Linked DNA regions of Macaca mulatta: region 2 is linked to region 1. The links are chromatin contacts, called in public Hi-C maps. All regions are on one chromosome and are shown on one strand. Each heading gives the region's core, a stretch centred on a gene start, on an enhancer-like site or on the middle of the called end of the contact. The rest is flanking DNA. Distances are from core to core; before and after follow the strand shown.

What was found. Hi-C and Micro-C count contacts between places; a contact is called where the count stands out from the background.
Region 2: a contact with region 1 is called in a Hi-C map of fetal cortical plate, with 2.5 times the contacts expected there. The contact joins the promoter of HSPH1 here to the promoter of USPL1 in region 1. A contact is called at or near these places in 3 of 14 Hi-C or Micro-C datasets (fetal cortex germinal zone, fetal cortical plate and liver).

Annotation. Positions count from the first base shown.
Region 1 is chr17:10,472,701-10,476,103 of T2T-MMU8v2.0, reverse strand. It overlaps USPL1 (ubiquitin specific peptidase like 1), which reads right to left and starts at 1,283. Exons shown (of 11, transcript XR_013407854.1): 1 at 1,147-1,283. It also overlaps a transcript of HMGB1 not described here.
Region 2 is chr17:10,999,674-11,003,106 of T2T-MMU8v2.0, reverse strand. It overlaps HSPH1 (heat shock protein family H (Hsp110) member 1), which reads left to right and starts at 1,291. Exons shown (of 16, transcript XM_077974163.1): 1 at 1,291-1,676. The coding sequence starts at 1,564.

The DNA.
Region 1 (3,403 bases), core at 34-2,533:
AATACAAAATCCTGGGGTGGATTTTACAACTTAATTTGACCCTAAGTAGCTGCTCTTCTTCCCTTCAAAAACAATCTGCTCCTCCTTCCCATATCTCACTTAAATGTGGGCGTCTCCATCCTTCGAAACACACAGGCTAGAAAGTCTGAGTTGTTCCCTATTCCTTATTTCCCTCACAGTAAGTCACCAAATTCTGTGGACAGTTCTGTGGAAAGGTCTCAAATCTCTACCTCTTTCCCTTCCATATCACTGTCAAAATGATGTCCCTGTAAGGTAAGTCTAAGCCTGTCAATGCTTAGCTTAAAATTCTCTATTTACTCCAGCCTGATTACAGCAAAGTCCGTCAAAACAGCCCAATATAACCTAGAGGTAGTACTATGACCTAAAGCTCACTGTACTGTGAAAACAACCCAGCTTTCCAGTTCTATTTTCCTCAGCTCTACTTCACCCCCAGCATCTTTCTTCTAATATCCACTTTTCATACTTCTGTGGGCCACTTATACTCCAGAAGCCTTAATGTGAATTATTAGCCAAGCATGAACCCAGTTATATAGCACAATGAACGTGTCAAGCTGGCCCTGGGAATCGTAACAAGTATGCAATTAAACTTAATTCACACTCCTGTGTGCAAAATGGAGAAACCCAGGGAAACAGCTGTTCGAAGAGGGGGCCTTATACCCACCCATTTGAGCTTGCCTTCCGAGAGCGAGTAGGCTCGGCACGTGAACCGTCAAGAGCGAGGCCACAACCCACCTGGAAGCCGAAGAACAGGGTCGGCTTTCTGCACCCAGCTCTGTCTGGTACCAAACCCAACTATTTTGAATCAGAGACGAACAGGACCAAAGGAGGGAAGTTTCAACACCCAACCTAAGAAGCCCCAAGAGGCGCAGGGTCCGTTAACCCTGCCCAACTCCACGCTCCTTGGAAAACGAAAACAAACTCTGGTTTCTCTTCAGCGTTCACCTCTCTGAGCCCAAACGGATCTGTAAGTCCAACTCTATACCTTAATCATCAATCTTTCCCACTTGAACCCCGTCCCAGCCTAGCCCATCCTTTCAGCGCGCCGACTACCCCATAGGTCATCACAGCTCTGTCTCTTTTCCCAATTTCGAGAGCGGAAAGAAACCCCTCCCTCTTCTCCGTTACCTGCCGCGGGCACTCCCCTTCTTGGTACCGGGTCGATCGGAACTCCTGTTCCAGCTTGATTTCCACCCTAGTTGCAACGTTCAACCCACGTTCCCCGCGGACTGCTCCTCCCCCACTCGCGTTTCCACTAGGAAGGCGGCTTCCGGCTTCAGTCCGCGGCAAAAGAGTCCTCCTTCCTGCTGCACGCAGGGCCTGAAAGAACGGAGGCGCGGCGGGGAAGGTGAAGACGTGAGCACTTCCGGTCGCGCTCCGCAGAGGCGTGGCTGTCCGCCCTGTGGCCGCAGACGCAGTTGCGACTGCGGCGACGAGCAGGGGCGGGGCCGGTGGTTGCTGAGCCCGCCATGTGTGAGTGGCTGGGTTTGGGGAGGCGACGTTTCTGGAAGCTGCTGGAAAGCGCCCGAGTGGCGGAGGTGGCGCCAGCGGCCAGGGGGTGGGGCGTGATTAAAACTAGTGCGCGGCCTGCTGCGGAGGGATTACGCTGAGGAAAGAGACCGGCTTCTGCGTCGCTGTTCCGTGGTCCGCGCGAGCGTGATCGGGAGCCGCTGGGCCCTGGGGTGACCCGCGGAGGTGGGAGAGGGAAGGGCTCCCGAAGCCGGCGGAGGTGCCATGGAGCCTCTCCGCCGGCGTGGCCTTCACAGCTGGGTCGCGCTGGGCATCCGTAGTCCGCTCTCCCAAAGCCTCGGTGGAGCCGAAGCTGCCACAGAGTGCATGTTCACAAAGGGTCATCACACACGGAGCTGCCCCTCCCTGTCTCCCTAGAGCCCATCTTCGAGGCCAGGGGCTTTTCTACCAGGATTCTGGGGTGTTTCTCCTCCTTTCCTCCCTCCCAGATCTTCTCACGGTAAGGGGAGCAGCGAAAGCACAGGGACTTTGCATTCCACGACCCGTTCTGACTAGTCAGCAGCCGTTCTGTCCCTGCTGCACTAATTCCAGCTGCCCTGCCTTGTTTTAACTTCAGAGAAAGGGGGAATTCTCATTTGATAAGTTTAAGCCTCTGCTTTCGTAGGAAGGTCATGTGGCTTAAGGGACATCGTGACCGCGTATGCTATTTCTGCCTGTGCATTCTAAATCTTGGGGGCAGCATATTCCAGAAGTCCTTTTGGTCGATTGGTTATGTGTCCTAGGATAACATTTTGTAGTTTCAGACCATTTCTTTACAGACTAACCACAATTGGTATTTTGGAGTGTGGGGTTTTTTAGTCGTCTCAAACTAAATGATTATATTCTGGAATAATGCTGATAATTTGGGTAGGGTGGTATGGAGGAAACAAGTCTCGTGTAGAATAAATTATTTAGTAAGAAGGATTTTAGTTTTTGGTACTTCTGAATGCAAATGGCCAAGGAATCCAGCAGAGTTTGTTGGGGTTTCTCCAGACAAAAATAGGCTGGTTAGTTTACCTTTTTCTGTTGCTTTACTAGATTATTAATGTATTTGTATATTTAAGATCTAGCTAGTTAGGTTTTTATGAATTGTGATTAAAATTGGAGAAAGTAGTACTTCCTCCTGAATAGCCAAAACTCAGAGGGTTGTTTTCTTGCTCACCACTGCTACTTCCATTTTTAGAATGGAATACACTATTTGTAAAAAACAGACTAGCTGAGTGTTAACTCATAAATTGAACAAAACAATTGGTTCAGTTAAAATATAGCTGAAATTGTAAGACTGCAAAATAACATCACCAAACTGAATTATATTTTTTAAAACATTGTTGTCTGCAAAGTTGAATTTTAGTCTTTTAGTGTAAATTTGATACTTTTTCAGAAAAATAATTAGTAACAGAAACAAAATGGAGGTGGGGCTTGAGTTGTAAAGAGAAAGGAAAGGATTTTAGTGTGTTCTGTGTTTTCGCTGTAGAGCTTTTTCCCCTTGTAAAAGGTAGTACGAGACTCACAAGATAAAGAGAAGAACTTGGATACAGGAGATCAGCAGAGATTGACTAGAAAACCCCTTTCGTTTATATTACAGAGTAATGGTCCAAGTTGAGAATAGTGTATACATATCTGCTTATTCCTATATATTTGAAATGCTTTTATTACATATCCTGGTCCTAGACAGAGTGCAGTACCTTCCAGTGGGATTAAAGCTCATTGCCTCCATCCGCTTGTGAGCAGTGTGGGACAGAAATTTTATTGACCTATTTCCAGTTATAAACTCATGGTTTAAAGGGAGGAAGCTTTTATTAAATTAATAACTAACGAACGGCTGCAGTAGTTCAGTGCTGCATGATTAGGATTTTCTTTTTTTTCTCCCCCTCAT
Region 2 (3,433 bases), core at 42-2,541, 530 kb before region 1:
GCCCTTACAAGCTGTACTTTATATAAAACATCTTAGTAGAGTGCCAAGGATTTGAACCTGACCCAAATCTGTCTGGCTCCAAAGACTGAGAACTGTTCATGTCTCCTCTTCATACAGCAGTTAAAATGTGGGAAGCAGACCAAATAATCTCAAAGGTTCTTTCTCTTCAAAATTGCTATGTCTCCATGGATTTTATTACAAGGTTTTGATATGCAAGAAAAAGTTGGTGGGTGGGGGGTGGGGACAGAAACCAAGTTTTTGGGATGCATAACAAAAATAACTTACAGTTACAGCTAACTGTATGTCCAAATTTAAGAACACAACCCTGTGATAACTGTTATCGCTCCCATTTTAAAGGTGAGTTAACTGAAGCATGTTAAGTAAGCCACCTAAGTGGCCAGAAAACTAGCAAAAGCACACACAATTTACATGTAACATAAGCCTGGGCCTTTGTAAACCTGCCTCTGACTTAACCTACTTGTTTTGATGGACAAGGAGGAATTCTCACACTCTTTTAGATTTTTCTAACTTTAGGTTACAACCCCTTATTCAATTACACGCTTATCCAACAACACACTTGAACTGTGCTTATACTTCCACGTGCCTGACATAAGGTAAACTCAGGGATCAGAAGCAAACTTAAAAAGACATAAAAGGGTATAAAAGACCTGATAGTTATCAGCAACACAGTTCCACCTTTTCTTACCCTGTCTCTTCACTGAACAAACGTTTACGGGGACATCGCTTTTGAGGGAAAGAAAGAGAAACCGCTTCACATCAAACAAGAAGCAAAACTTACACACAGCACCAATTTATGACTAGGAGTGGCAGGGTAGAACAGCGTCGGCTTAAATCAGACGTATTAAAAATAAGCAGAAAGTGATACTGTGAACAGCCTGCCAAATGACGTCACAACTAAAAATCGCTTAAAAAAACCCAAAAAAACAAAAACCTGACATTTTACTCCACAAAAGATCATCCTGCTGGCTGATGAATACAAGAACACTTAACAAAACCCTTTTGCTTTTATTATAAGCGGTTTAAACTGGTGTTCCTTCTCCTAAGTCGTAACGCACCAGTTGTCCGGGTAATCCAGACAATAATAGAAGTGAATACAAAACAAACGAACAAAATGACGCTTATTGCCAGGGAACCCGCGCAAAGGCGCCAGACAGAACCCAGCCCAGCCTCTCCCGCGAGTCCCAGAAGACAAAGCCGGGTCCCAGCAAGCACTGCGACAAGGACTACACATCCCAGCATGCAAGGCGCACACTTCTCCCGGCCAGACTACGATTCCCAACATGCTCTCCGGACAGCTGGCCGGCCTCCCCACCATCCTGGTGTCTGGGGTCTCTGCAAAAATGGGGTCTCTCTCCGCCTGTTCAGCCTCCCTTTAGAGTTAAGGGTCGGGTACCATCTCCCAGTAGCAAATTGTGATTATTCCGAGTTTTGGAGTCATTTTTCGTTGCCTGTTTTATTAGGGCAGCAAAATGCCTTCGGCTAGGGCGGGAGTGGGCGGAGGCAGCCTTGAGCCAATGGCACGGGAGCGGCCCTGTCGCTGCCATGGCAACGGCCGCCGTTCTCGGGGGACCGGCCGCCCATTGGGTAGAATCTTTCCAGAAGGCTCGAGAAGAAGGAAGCGGAAGTGGCACGTGGAGGGGCCGGTGGAGGCGCCGGTGAGTAAATGCCGCAGATTCTGGAAAGTTCTGATCAGTGCGATACATAAGGCTGAGGAAGTGGGACCTCCCCTTTTGGGTCGGTAGTTCAGCCCCGGCGACGGTGTGCGAGCTGCGGCAGAGGCAGGCAACCGGAGGTGCGGAGCGACCCGCGGAGACTGAGCCCGGCTTTCTCCCGGGGCTTCTCGTCTGCCAGCCGCCGCTGTCATCCGGGAGTAGGAGGAGCCTGACAGGCCGGCTGTCCGTGTGTCCTTCTGAGTGTCAGAGGAGCGGCCAGACCCCGCGGGTCGGAGCCGAACGCGGCCGGGCAGAAAGCGGCGGCAGGAGGAGCAGGCAGGCGGCCGGAGGACGTAGACCCAGACCCGAGGCGGAGGCGGACCGCGAGCCGGCCATGTCGGTGGTGGGCTTGGACGTGGGATCGCAGAGCTGCTACATCGCGGTGGCCCGGGCCGGGGGCATCGAGACCATCGCCAATGAGTTCAGCGATCGGTGCACCCCGTAAGTGGGAGCCTGCGAGGGTGGATGGGAGGAGGTTCTGGGCTCTTAGTGTGGGGACCCCAAGCTGGTTGGCTACACCGATCTCCGCCGCAAACGGAGGCGTTTGGGCAGCGGCGCATCCCTCCGTGGAACTAGGGACCAGCGACCCGGCCAGAGGAGGGATGGGGGGCTTGCCACCACGAATTGGAGAAGGGATTGTCTCAGGGATTCACGGGGGCGAGAGGAGTCCCAGAGTGGAGACACCGGGTCGTCACTTTGTGCGGGCTTCCTACTGGGGGATTTCAAAACCTCCTGGGGGTCGGGCTGCGGCAGAGCCCGCGACTACGCTCCCTTGTCTTGGCAGGCTGCAGCCTGCGCCTTTCGCGGCCGCCCCCATATCCCCACCCGGCCTTTCTGAGCTGGCTGAGCCGCCTCCAGCTTGTCCTCCTCCCTCCGCGCATATCTTTGCGCACCGCGGAGCCGGGCTGCCGGGCTTTTTCTTCCGCATTGTGAATCTCGAAATGAATTGGAAGCTTCCAGAGCTTGTGTCGCTGCTTGTCCAGTGAGCAGGCGAACTGTTGTTAGCGACCACGGAAGCAGTCCTATGAAAGATCAGCCCACCTCTTTTTACCCAGTCTCTCCGTTGCTAACATTGTTGGCCTTAATGCCCGGGATCATTGTCGAAATATGTAAACGTTCTTGTTTTTGCTCTTTGCCATTCGTGAGGAATTGTAAACCGTATTTTTAAAATTAATTTTGCACAGTGTATGTAAAAGAATAAAAATTGCATACTTCTGGGCTAGAACGCCACAAGAGAATGGATGTCGTCACTGAACTAAATATTCTGTAGGAGCCTAGGGGTGGGCAAAGGGCAACACTTTAAAAAGCAAGTTTCGTGAAGGGATATTTTCGGACGAGGATATATACAAACATATCTGCATGTGCACTGATGAAAACAAATGCTTCCATCTCAAGGCAATTACTGTACCTAGTAATTTTTTTCAAATGTCCCAAGCCCAGGATGAAAAGTGCAAAGTGAAAACATTGAATCCAAAGGCAGAATGACTGGGCTAATACAATTATTTGGGTGCTGAGAACGTTTATGAAAGTTGAGTGGAAAATCTGAGGCAAAAATATTTGGCAGTGTTAGTAACGTTAGCAAGACTGTTTTGAGCAACCTGCACGTCTACCGCTGCAGATATAAGTTTGTTTTTTGGTTGTGTTAAGGTTTTAAAGTTGGAGTTTGGTAAGAAAGAAAAGAGTATTTCAGGCTTTCATGC